Linked DNA regions of Triticum aestivum: region 2 is linked to region 1. Evidence: chromatin contacts called from public Hi-C data. All regions are on one chromosome and are shown on one strand. The core of a region is the stretch at or near the end of the contact, and the rest is flanking DNA. Distances in the headings are between cores, read along the strand shown. Region 1 has its middle 40 kb from the start of LOC123137886. Region 2 holds the start of LOC123137887 (cyclin-dependent kinase F-4).

Evidence for each region. Hi-C and Micro-C count contacts between places; a contact is called where the count stands out from the background.
Region 2: a Hi-C map of leaf shows a contact between it and region 1, with 2.8 times the contacts expected there. The contact joins the promoter of LOC123137887 here to the enhancer-like site in region 1. A contact is called at or near these places in 2 of 5 Hi-C or Micro-C datasets (leaf and root).

What each region holds. Positions count from the first base shown.
Region 1 is chr6B:540,365,125-540,368,895 of IWGSC CS RefSeq v2.1, forward strand. No RefSeq gene overlaps it. Among protein-coding and RNA genes, the nearest start is that of LOC123137886, 40 kb to the left of the region's middle. Within about 2 kb of position 2,112, at least 1 of the 8 cell types and tissues checked has an H3K27ac peak or open chromatin away from gene starts, as enhancers often do. A contact at or near this core is called in leaf, where this site is marked.
Region 2 is chr6B:540,463,164-540,466,439 of IWGSC CS RefSeq v2.1, forward strand. LOC123137887 (cyclin-dependent kinase F-4) reads left to right here and starts at 1,582. Exons shown (of 15, transcript XM_044557747.1): 1 at 1,582-1,973; 2 at 3,122-3,276.

The DNA.
Region 1 (3,771 bases), core at 862-3,361:
GTATGCGATGCCTCCCAGGTATCCACACATACGGGGAGCAACATCGGGCGGCGGACTACTAATTCCGATCACATGACATGGGCGTGGGGAGTTGTGAAGGCTGCTGTCCAGGGTGGAAAAGATCAACCCTAAGTGTTGCGCCCACCCCCCTTTATATAGGCCTCCGAGGTGGGTTCAACACTTGAGCCCACAAGGAGTCTATATCCATTTTCCACTCAGATCCAATCCGAATGAGTTGCACCCTCTTAAGTGCGTGACTCTATAGGTTCACATACACATGGACACGACCAGAGTCGATAGTTGGTAGCGGCTCCTAGCAGAACGTGCCAACTCCCATGTGCGTGTAAAGTCGTTTGATGAACCTCGATAATCTGTCATATGCAACATTCCTTTTGCCTCATGATATATGTTGTGAAGCTCAAAGCGAGTACTTGTCACCATTGTGGTAGCTCGACCTCTCTTCTCGAACCCGTGATACATATTCCCGAACTGGGTTAACACATAACCCAAGTCGCATGGCCATGCTTTCCGAATCGGATCACTCGAGAGGGCCCAGAGAATATCTCTCCAAATAGGATGGGCAAATCCCATCTTGTTCAACCATATCTCGTTGCTTGTCTCACCCACGGGGCGCTGGAAGTGGGCCGGCCAAGTAGCTCACGCTACGGGGGGAATTCTTTTGGTTTTCTTCACGAGGTTAACTCTGGTCTTTTCCATTTTTGTTACTCCCTCCATCCATATATAGGGCCTAATACATTTTTCAAGGTTACCTTTGACCACGAGTTAGCACAATAATACATGACATGCATGTTACACAAAAGCATACCATTGAATTTGTATGTGAAAGAAGATTCTAGTGATATATTTTTTATGTCATACATCTTATATACTAATAATTTTATTATTGGTCAAAGGCTACCTCGAAAAACTTATTAAGTGCTATATATATGGATGGAGGGGGTACTTTTGTTTGTTTCTTTTCTTTTTCTTTTTTGCTTCCACTTTTTCCTTTCTCTATTTTTTATTTTTTTTTAATTTTTAAAATTCAGGAACATTTAAAAAAATTAAATGTTTTTTTAACTTTTTTTCATTTTTTTTAACTTTTTCCAGTTTATGAACGTTTTTTAAAATCCATGGATATTTTAAAATTCATGAACATGTTTCAATGCATGAATTTTTTGAATTCACGGTCTTTTGAATTTATAAATTTATTAATTCATTAATATAGTTTTTTGAATCAATTAACATTTTAAAAATTGGTGATTTTTTCTTGACTACGTGAATATTTTTCAATTCACCAGTATTTTTTAAATTCATGAATATTTTTTAATTGGTTTTCATTTTTTTATTTAGAAAAACTGAACTCTAGAACATTTTTTGAATTCATGAATTTTTTGGGAATTAGTGAATACTTATAGAAATACGCATTTCTTTTTAAATTCATGAATAAGTTCTAAATTCGTGAACATTTTTTGATTCCTGACCATTTCTTGGAAGCCCTGGGCATTTCTGAATTTGTGAATATTTAAAAATTTCCAATATTTTAAAATTCAGGTAAAATATTAAAATTGATGAAAATTGTTTTTGAATTCACGGATTTTTTTGAATTCATGATCATATTTTGAAGTCGTAAAGAGTTTTAAATTTGGAAAAAAAATGAATTCAAGAATAAATTTTAAATTCATTACTATTTTTGAATTCTAGAATATTATTTCGAATTAGTGAAAAAATTTCGAATTATAATAAAACTGACTAAAATAGTAAAGGCGATACCAAAAAATTTCGAAAGAAAAATAAGTGCCGGCTTGCTGGGTGCCTGGAGCCCGTGTAGATGCTCTTGCGTTTGCTGTTTGCTACTCATTGCATTGCAGCGGCCATCGGCTCTCAAAATTCAGAATAGACCTTAGCTGTTAGGTGTCTTCCTTCAGACAAATGTCTTTGCCTTGGTAGAGATGTTCTTTCCAGGTCACACTCCTCACTGATGGGTGCTTCTATAATTGAATAAAAGATTTTTCATGTTAAAAGAAAAATAGCAGCGCCCAGCCGACAGTGGCAATTGTCATCAGACAATAGACCGATCTCAGCGGGTCGTCTCAGTCAAGTCGCTCGCGTACGCCGCGTGGTGAGCAGCTAGCGGCGCGGCGGGGAAAACGAAGCGCGGGCAGATACGACAGTACTGTCTCCATCCCATTCCGGCTGTGGATGGAGACGGACGATCGGGCGAGGTCAGCACAACCAGAATCTGCAGGTGCCGCCGGCGCTGCGTTCGTGTCCCGGAGCCTCCCGTGTACTCCTCGGTTCCTCTCCAGTCGATCGTGAATTACTACTACCTCCGTCCCATAATATAAAGTTTTTGACACTAGTATAGTGTTAAAACGTTTTTATATTTTGAGACAGAGGGAGTACAAGCTAGTACAACTATTACTATATGCTGGAATTTGGTCTATCTTGGATCTAGCCCAATAGCAGTTTCAAAAATTTCTAATAAATCCTAAAGGCCCACGCAGTCCATTCGTGCAAGACAAGAGGTGGAATTAAAGTTTAGTCCCGCATTGCTAGTTTAGAGGGAATTGGACCTCTTTATAAGGGAGGCTCTTTCTCCACATGTATGAGGATGAGAACAAGAGGGACATCCACGCGTGTTACTCCTCCGCCGCCCGCCTCGCCACGACGCAGGTTGCGGGAATGAGCCATGTACAAGTTAAGCAGCTATGCATTGTGGTCTTTAATTGCTAAAGTATTTAATATGCTTAGCACCTCATGTAAGCATCAATGCATTGGAAGCAGTCTAAGCGAAGGGATCGCCTTTCCTTGCGAACACTGCGTGACGGACCCTCCAAGCTCCAATGCCCCAATTGTAGCAAAGCTTGCACTGACGAAATGCAGACGGCGAGCAGCAAGGATGCGAGGCAATGGTTTTCATTTTGTTTCTTGGAAAAAGGACCAACGTGCGCCCCTGCGGATATAACCCGGCGCATAAGGACAACTCTAATGTGGATCACCAAATGAACGGCTCGAAATGCTTGTACATATGTCTAAACGTGTCCGTGAAAAATGGGCGGGATGTCCGCCATCCAACTGTAATCACCAGATGTTCGTCCGCTCCTTTTTTTCCTATGCCTGAAGCACTTAAAATAATTAAAGATAAACATCACAATTCTTCATAATTAAAGTATAAATACTTCAATGCAACAATAATTTGAATGGAAATATTACAATTCAAACACGGCTCCAGGTGAGATTTTTGTGCGTGTCTGTTTTGTCAGGTCCTGTGCGGCGAACGTCCAAATGTCCACAAACCTCGTCTTGGTTTGATGCCAATTCGTGGAGATTTGCACCGGTCCAGGTAATTTGATGACCCGCGTCCAGAAGTGTTTGGAACGTTGGTCGGATCGTTTGCGGGGGATTTAGTGATCCGCATTGAAGTTATCCTAATCAATTTGGCGTGTGCACATGGGAAGATTTGTGCCCCGCACGTGCCTGGTTAAGCACTCACCACTAGCAGTTTACTACTCTCTGCTGCAGCAGCGAACAAGCAGTGGAGGATGGCACAGGCCATGCATGTGCACACGATGCGTGACCAATTGCCCTCGAGACCCTGCGGCTGTAACCGGATCGATCTAGCAGCACGTGATTCAACAGTAATAGTACTAGAGTTTATGGATAGATCCACGCCGTAAGGCCAATTCCACCGCGCGACCCCAAACGGACGTCCGTTTTGTCCGGTTTCGGTCCGTTTGGGTAGGGTTTGGGGTCGTGTCCGGACCTGTC
Region 2 (3,276 bases), core at 332-2,831, 98 kb after region 1:
TGGAATTAAGCCGATGAGCCATACAATGAAGCTATGGGAGAGAGTCATTGAGCATCGCTTAAGAAGAATGACAAGCGTGACCAAAAATCAGTTTGGTTTCATGCCTGGGAGGTCGACCATGGAAGCCAATTTCTTGGTACGACAACTTATGGAGAGATATAGGGAGCATAAGAAGGACTTGCATATGGTGTTCATTGACTTGGAGAAGGCCTATGATAAGATACCGCAAAATGTCATGTGGTGGGCCTTGGAGAAACACAAAGTCCCAGCAAAGTACATTACCCTCATCAAGGACATGTACAATAATGTTGTGACAAGTGTTCGAACAAGTGATGTCGACACCGATGACTTCCCGATTAAGATAGGACTGCATCAGGGGTCAGCTTTGAGCCCTTATCTTTTTGCATTGGTGATAGATGAGGTCACAAGGGGTATACAAGGAGATATCCCATGGTGTATGCTCTTTGCGGATGATGTGGTGCTAGTTGACGATAGTCGGACGGGGGTAAATAGAAAGTTAGAGTTATGGAGACAAACCTTGGAATCGAAAGGGTTTAGGCTTAGTAGAACTAAAACCGAGTACATGATGTGCGGTTTCAGTACTACTAGCTGTGAGGAGGAGGAGGTTAGCCTTGATGGCCAGGTGGTACCTCGGAAGGACACCTTTCGGTATTTAGGGTCAATATTGCAGAAGGATGGGGGTATTGATGAAGATGTGAACCATCGAATCAAAGCCGGATGGATGAAGTGGCGCCAAGCTTCTGGCATTCTCTGTGACAAGAGAGTGCCACAAAAGCTAAAAGGCAAGTTCTACAGGACGGCGGTTCGACCCGCAATGTTGTATGGCACGGAGTGTTGGCCGACTAAAAGGCGACATGTTCAACAGTTAGGTGTGGCGGAGATGCGTATGTTGAGATGGATGTGTGGCCACACGAGAAAGGATCGAGTCCGGAATGATGATATACGAGATAGAGTTGGGGTAGCACCAATTGAGGAGAAGCTTGTCCAACATCGTTTGAGATGGTTTGGGTATATTCAGCGCAGGCCTCCAGAAGCTTCAGTGCATAGCGGACGGCTAAAGCGTGCGGAGAATGTCAAGAGAGGGCGGGGTCGACCGATTTTGATATGGGAGGAGTCCGTTAAGAGAGACCTGAAGGATTGAAGTATCGACAAAGAGCTAGCTATGGCAGGGGTGCGTGGAAGCTTGCTATCCATGTGCCAAAGCCATAAGTTGGTTGCGAGATCTTATGAGTTTCACCTCTAGCCTACCCCAACTTGTTTGGGACTAAAGGCTTTGTTGTTGTTGTTGTTGTTGGCACTGACTGACATGCGGAGGAGCATCGCGTCCGTCCGTCGCCATCCCGCTGCATCCGGTAACCACCGCCGATCAACGTCGGGCGGGCCGTGGCGAGACAAGTCCACACGGTTACGATCTCCCCATCATTTCACCCCACCTCACCCCAAAGCGTCCATGGCAATCAATCGATAGGTTGTTGGTTCGGGGGCGGGTGAAAAGAGAGACAGGAATACTTTGCTTCCCCTCCGCTGGGGCAAACCCGAACGAAAAGGGTCTTCGTCAGCCGAGGAGAGAGGTTAAAAAAAGGTTAGGGAGGGGAGGCCGGCGGAGCGCGAGGGGCGACGCGGTGTGGCGCCGGGGACGGATGCTGTGGGTCACGGTTATAAAAAGTAACGGGGCGCGTCGCGGGTAGAAAGCCAGGGGAGGGTGCGGTGGGAGGCAGGCCGCGGCTCATTATCTCTCCCTTCTTTCCTCCCTCGCAACATTCCCCGCCGCCGCCCGCCGCCGCCACGGCGACACAATCACCGGCGCTGCGCCGCCCCACCGGCCTCCTCCTTTGCGCCGCGCCGCGCGGGGCTGGGCTGAGGTGGGCCGCGCCGACACGCTGCCGCTGCAGCGGCACGTGGGGAGCCACCACCACCACCACCACCCTATGCTCCTTTGCCCGCCTGGTAAGGTATGGCATCGATTCCGCTCCATTGCCCCCCGCCTTTCTCGCGTCGCGCTCCGTCTCCCTCCCTCCCCGCTTTGCTTGCTCCAGGCGATTTGCCCCGGATCTGTGTCCCAGGCGCCGGATCTGAGCGGCCACCGGGCATTCGCTCCAATGCGAATCCATGTATAGGTTTGTGCCTCGCGGTGCCGCGGTAGCTTGTTTTCAGGATTATACTGGGGTGCTTTTTTGTTTGGATTTTTCGTCCTTCCTTTTGTTGTCTGATTTAGATTTTTCTGTTTGCGCGGAAAGGTTCCTTTTTTCTCGTTAAAAGGCGCCTTTTTTCTTCCTATAGATGAGAAAAATCTATGTGTTTTTGTGCCTGCAATGTAAATTGTGATTGAGGTGGCAATACAGAAGTTTGAGAGAGAAGCTCAGAAAAATAAGGTAGCAATGCAGGCGTCTTCCCATTGGTTCCAACCCGAGGCGATATTTTGAATTCGGAGATGTTTCTATATGTATGGATTTTGCTACGATAAAACCGTTTGAGCCAGTAATGAGATAGCAACATTGTTTTCCAACTTCCATGTTTCAAGCAGTGGTATAGCTTGATCACCATGCCAATTGAGATGCCGGCTCGTTATTGCGATTGATGAATAGCATCATTGATATCGATATGGTTTGCAATGTCCAGCTCCACCAATATTATAGACTTCTACCCTGATATTAATGTATGCCTAGTATTATGTGATTTAGGTAAAAGAGTGCTATACCTGATTCTGATATTTCCCTGAGAACTATGTTTCATTTTGTGCGTTAGTGTTGGTTCTAGCAACACGTGGGCCGTAAATTACTACCCACTTAAAATGATTCAATTCAAATTTTTGCTGTGTACATACCCCCATATATCTTAGTATATTAAAATGGATGCTTTAAACTAGATTTGGAAATGTTGCTAAGTTTGTGTTGTTTTCTGATAGAGATCGTCAGTCGACTGCGTTATATATAATCCAAATGGTTCTATGCCGTATTGATGTTCATGCTTCATGTAAATGATTCTTGTTCCTTTTTTTTGAGGGTGATTCTTATTCCTTTGGCATACACTATACCATGTCATCGAGCGCAAAAAGTGTTATAATCGACCACATCATTCTGATTCAAATACATTGTATCAGATTGCACCAGCAGTGATCTTCGGAGTTTAAAGTGTTCATCAAAGACATGGGAAAAGTGGTCTTCGGGGCATATCACCTTCAATGCAAGCTATTTGTTTCAGAAGAAACTTTTGATTGGCGTGTTTTAGCTCGTGGGAACACCCAACTCTTCTCTC